Regions from separate parts of the Danio rerio genome. Here region 1 is linked to region 2. Evidence: chromatin contacts called from public Hi-C data. All regions are on one chromosome and are shown on one strand. The core of a region is the stretch at or near the end of the contact, and the rest is flanking DNA. Distances in the headings are between cores, read along the strand shown. Region 1 has its middle 21 kb from the start of pamr1a. Region 2 has its middle 9.4 kb from the start of ascl1b.

Region 1 (2,700 bases), core at 198-2,697, 55 kb after region 2:
AGCACTCACACACTCAGCCATTGCGAAGTCTTGTTCTGCCCCGGCTAACACTACTGAGCGTTTCTCATCCTTGCCTGCTTCCCCGTTGTTACCTTGCTTCGCTTACCAACTTTGTCCAGCCTGCCACCTGCCTTGTACCTTTGCCTGAACCCCGACTCTGATCCTCGCCGCCTGCCTCTGAACTCTAGCCTGCTTATCGACTCTGATACTAGCCGCCTGCCTCTGACCCATGCCTGAATACTCATCCTGTGTTTATCTGCCGCCAGCCCAACGATGATATACTGCTGTGTTTGATGTTCGCACACGCATAACATCTGTGTGCTATTTGTTATTAAACTGTGTTTAATAAAAATACTGCAAATGGATTCCTCTGTGTCAGCCACTTCATTACAACAAGAGTTATTTTATTTAGAAAAGATACTGCTTATTTTCTACTTTTGAAAACAATGAAAATAATTAATTTTGTTTCCAAAAACTTACTTGTTTTCCTTTTTTTTAATAAAAAAAAATGATTGCTGGATTTAGGCAATGTGTGTTTTAAATTTAAAGTTTCAATGTTGATGTTCAATAAATAAACATATACTGTATAGTAAATAGTGTGTCTATCTAAAAAGAAAGGTTTTACAAAATCATAAAGCCCCACAACTATTTTTGTCACTGATCATTTTCTTATGACTGAAGACTAGCAATAAAAACCGCTGAAGATTCATCTTTGTCAACACAGAGTCAATTAAATTCAACAATATTTTAAAAACATCCATTTATATTTTTATATTTCATGATGTTACACTATTTACTGTATTTTTAACCAAATAAAAGCAGTCTTGGTGAGCAAAAGAGACACAACATCACAAGAACATCTCACTTTCCCTACACTTTTGAATGACAGTCAATGTATATATTAACCATTGCGTTTTTACTATGTCTGAATCAACCTGGCTGTACTACTGTAGCTCTTACACACACACAATTTAGAAAGAACTGCTGAACATCGGCTTTTTTTACAGTGTAATTTACACTTCAATTGCTGCAAGTCACTGCACTTTATATCTCCAAAAAAAATGTCACTGTAGTAAAGAAGCTGAATGATGGATCCTCTTGATCTCACCTTGTGGGTCTCTCAAATTTCAATACCAATCCCTCATTTAATTGGTAACAATCAACAAAAACAAAACACTGCCTCAAGTGGGACAGCATCACAATAACTTTCACATCGTGTCAACAAAAAAACCCCTCTTTTCATGCAAAAGTCAAAAAGAATCTCGAATCTAAGACCCTCCAACATCAATGCATCACTTTTGTGGACATTTTGGATGCGGCAAAAGACGGGCCACTTCGCCTGTGAATGGACACCAGTTTATTGTTGTGGTATCAGCGCAATGGGGGGCAGGCCGTCCCAACCCCTCACACAAGAGGTGCTGCTGGTGACCGGAGAGAAGAGGGCTGGTGAAGGCGGTCCAGCGCCTCAAAAAACCAGACACTCCCTCTTTTTTCTCTGTTCCTGCCCTGCTTGCATTGTGCAGGAGGCCCGGTTGGGACAGGACAAAAGAGAGAGGCGCGGGCCGGGAGCTTCGGGGCTGCGTGTGAAGGTGTTTGGAGTGTGTGCGAGCCGCTCTTGTTTTGGGCTATAGGGGAGGGGTGTCAGTGTGACGGATGGGTTGGCGCTTTTGTGGATGGTGGTGGTGTGTGTGTGTGTGTGTGTGTGTGTGAATAGGGACGTGATGCCTCCCGCTTGCTGAGTTTTTGGGAGCCCGAGGCTGGGTTGGGAAGGGTGTAATGGGGGATTTGATTAAGGAATAGACGGGCAGAAAAAAAAAAAAAAACTTTCAGGCTTTTTTGGATGAAGGCGAGAGCACAATGAGATGGAGTGAGGGTGCAGGGATGGGTGATATTAGTGTGAGGCACCGCATTAACAGCCTGCTGTGATGGGAATATAAAGACAATGTTTACAACTGAAGTTTACTCTCATGTTTTGAAGGAAAGGATGGCAGGAAGACAACAAGATATTGTTCAGAAAAGAAAAGGAAGAGCTGAGGAGATATACAGCTAAAAACAAAACTATTAGCCCTCTTGTAAAATTTGAATTCTTTGTGAAAGTGCTGTTTAATGGAGAAAAGATTTTATTTAAACATTATAGTTTTAATAACTCATTTCTTATAACTAATTAGTTACTTTAGTGTTTGCCATGATGACAGTACACAATATTTCACTGGTTATTTTACAGGATACTAGTATTTAGCTTAAAGTGTAAAGGCTTAACTAGGCAAGTGAGGTTAATTAGGCATGTCGATGGACAACTAAGGGGGATAATAATATTGACCATAATTTTATTTTATTTCATTATTAAAAAATGATTTTATTCCAGCCAAGACTTTGGAAAATATATATAGCATACACTGTGAATATTCCCTTGCTCTGGTAAACAACACATGGAAAATATTTGAAAAATAATAAAAATGTCACAGGAGGGCTAATGATTTTGATTTCAACAGTAAATTTAGATCATTTTAGTCTGATTTAGAGATTAAAAGAGGCTTTAGTTACATCAAAATGTTATTTTTTATTCAAAAACAACAGTAATTTTACAATAAGGCTGCATTAGTTAAAATAAGGTATTTAATAACTTGAACATTAAACAATACATTACAGTATTTATTATTTTTTTTTGTTAATGTTAGTTAATGAAAATAAATTTGATCA
Region 2 (2,700 bases), core at 21-2,520:
GACTAACCACTAGCACCATCAGTAGCAGCAAGCGAGCGCAGAAACTCCATTGAATATACTGGGGTAAAATAAACTGTCATATTTTAAAAACATGGCGAGGGAAAAATAGAAATCAATGTAGTGCTTCTTGTCCGGTCTGAGACCCACTTTATATGGATTATTAATCAGGCAGTGAAAAATCGCTGATCTTTTAAGAAATCTGACCTTAAACGTGGCAATTTTATAATGAAAAGATAGTTCACTAAAAGCCCTGAGGCAGGCTGGCTGAAATTAAAAGTCTGTGTGAATACCTCATTGACTTCAATAGTGTTTTTCTCCTACTATGAGATTTGATGACATTCCCAGCAACAAACATTCACATAACGGAGACCAAATATTCCTTTTTAGGTGAACTATCCCTTTATGGCATTGGTGGGCCGATGTCCTGCATAGTTTACCTCCAACTTCCTCTAACACACCCCCCTGGAAGTTTCTAGTATACCTAGAAAAAGCTTTACTAGCTGGTTCAGATGTGTTTAATTGGGGCTGGAACCGATATATGCAGGACACCGGCCCTCCAGGACCGTTTTTGGACACCCCTGCTTCAAGGGATCTTTGCAAACAACTATATTTTGATTGTAATTGTCCTCACAACCTGTCAAACTCTGTGTTATTTGTTTATGTTCTATCAAAAACAACAGCTTCTGCTTTCCACGTTAATCGCGCAGCCAAATCCTAAGATACAATATTGTGGTCTCGGATTTCATGCCTCACAATGACACGATCCCCTTTATGCTTCATGAAAAAGTCCTTTCTCCACCTTTTTTCTTTCTGCTAGTGGTTGTTTATCTGTCTCTGGGCTCATGATTGTGTGCAGTCAGGTTGATTTAGGCTGTCTGGCTCTGCATGCTAAACGCTGTCTTAAATTGCCCTGCACCCTCCGCACACACTCCTCCTCACACACACACAATAGTCACCCGTCTCGGCCGAGGGCCAAAGCGACCCCCCTAAAAAACTTCACCGCACACCAAAACAAACCCCAACTGTATACTGCTCATCTAAAAGAGAGAGTGTGTTTCACTCCACGTTCGAGTCTTCTTTTAAGTGGAATTTTCATCTCAGATGTTTGAAAGTCAGAGATGAGGGAAAGATTAGTCCTGTAATGTACGACGCTTAAACAAACAGAGATTTGGCCAACCTGTGTGTGTGGTCAGTGAGTATTTTCTGCGCCGGGGCCTTGTAAGCAAATACGCTCCTGAAGTTCCTATATCTCTCAGCCACACTTCCATTGTTGGGAGGTGTCTCATATCTCCATGGCTTCTGCTTGTTTGAGGAGCTGCTCTGATAGAGGCCCTCTTTGTGGGTGGCTTTCTCAATTTATTCAGGCTCCTCAACGTAATCTAAATAATCAACAAGCTTTCTGGACTGGGATGGAGGCCGGTTGGCTGATTAGATGTTTGTGTTCCCGTGTTTATTTCCTGCTGATCAGCTGTGTTGTCTCATTATCTTAAGATGATTGTTATCAGAATGAGCAGGTATGACCTCACCGCTTGGCTTCAGTTCAAATGGCCTGCTGACCGGCATGTCTTCTGTGTGGGTTTCATTTACATTATAAAAATGGAAAGTTCTTTTGCTGGTGCAAAGGGATGTAAATGATTTCATGAGTGGCTGAGATGATGTTTATCTTCATCGCTGATGCTTTCATTATAAAGAATGGCTTGTGTAGTAGATTTGTTTTTAATTTTAATAAATGATTGGAGCCATTGTATGGTTATTTTAAAGTATGTTATTTTTTGCTGTTAATAAAAAATAATTTATAGCTCATCACTGTGTTAATACTTTTACTGTTAAAGCAAATTATAAAAAACTCTAATTATTAATAGAGCATTTTTTTTCTTGGGAATTGTACATAAGGAAGTACAACCCTTAAACAAATCCGAATAAGTTAGGACAATATAAAAAACGCAAATACAAAAAGGAAGTAATAGTTTCTAAATTTTTAGACAATTGTTTGCAGACAATACAACAAACATTATTATTTAATTGTGACATTAATTATTTAATGTGTTCCTCATGATTTTTATTGTTCTTTGTTTTTGTTTTTTAAATAAAATTATTCCTATTTTAGTTCTTGCAACACATTTCAAAAAAGGATTGTCGTCGCGCGCGTACTGAAGAGCGGTGTTGTCGCGCGCGTTATGATCAGAGGGGTTGTCGCGCGCATACTGTAAAGCGGGGGTTGGGGGGGTGGGGATTAGTGGATGGCGCGCGTACTCAAGAGCGGTGTTGTCGCGCGTCTACTTAAGGGTGGTGTTGGTTTGGGGGGGTGGGGGGGGGGGTGTCGCAGGGGCACTTTTGATCATTTTGGAAGGGCACTTTCTATCCAAGACTAAAAAGGTTGAGCCCTATGTGTGCACGAGCCTGATGTCAACAGATGATTGTAATTATGATTTGGTACAAAAACAGCGTTCAAGAAAGGTTTAGTCCTTTAGGAGCAAAAATGGGCAGAGGATCATGAGTTTGCCAACAAATACTGTTTTTAAAAAATGTTCCTCAAAGAAAGAGAGAAAGACATTTGGATTTTTCGCCTTCAACAGCGCAGAACAAAACTAAAAGTTTCAAGTAATCTGAAGAAATTTCAATGCGTAAAGAACAAGGGTGCAAGCCTAAGCTAAAACCGTATTGTGCCAAAAGGAAGCCCTATGTTAACAGTGTCCGAAA

The links. A called contact is a pair of places that touch in the nucleus more often than the background predicts.
Region 1: a contact with region 2 is called in a Hi-C map of an unstated tissue, with 3 times the contacts expected there. The contact joins two enhancer-like sites. A contact is called at or near these places in 7 of 18 Hi-C or Micro-C datasets (caudal fin, embryo and an unstated tissue) and 2 of 4 datasets of contacts at active chromatin or transcription factors (caudal fin and embryo).

Annotation. Positions count from the first base shown.
Region 1 is chr7:51,617,559-51,620,258 of GRCz12tu, forward strand. No RefSeq gene overlaps it. Among named protein-coding and RNA genes, the nearest start is that of pamr1a, 21 kb to the right of the region's middle. Within about 2 kb of position 1,448, at least 19 of the 62 cell types and tissues checked have an H3K27ac peak or open chromatin away from gene starts, as enhancers often do.
Region 2 is chr7:51,563,216-51,565,915 of GRCz12tu, forward strand. No RefSeq gene overlaps it. Among named protein-coding and RNA genes, the nearest start is that of ascl1b, 9.4 kb to the left of the region's middle. Within about 2 kb of position 1,271, at least 8 of the 62 cell types and tissues checked have an H3K27ac peak or open chromatin away from gene starts, as enhancers often do.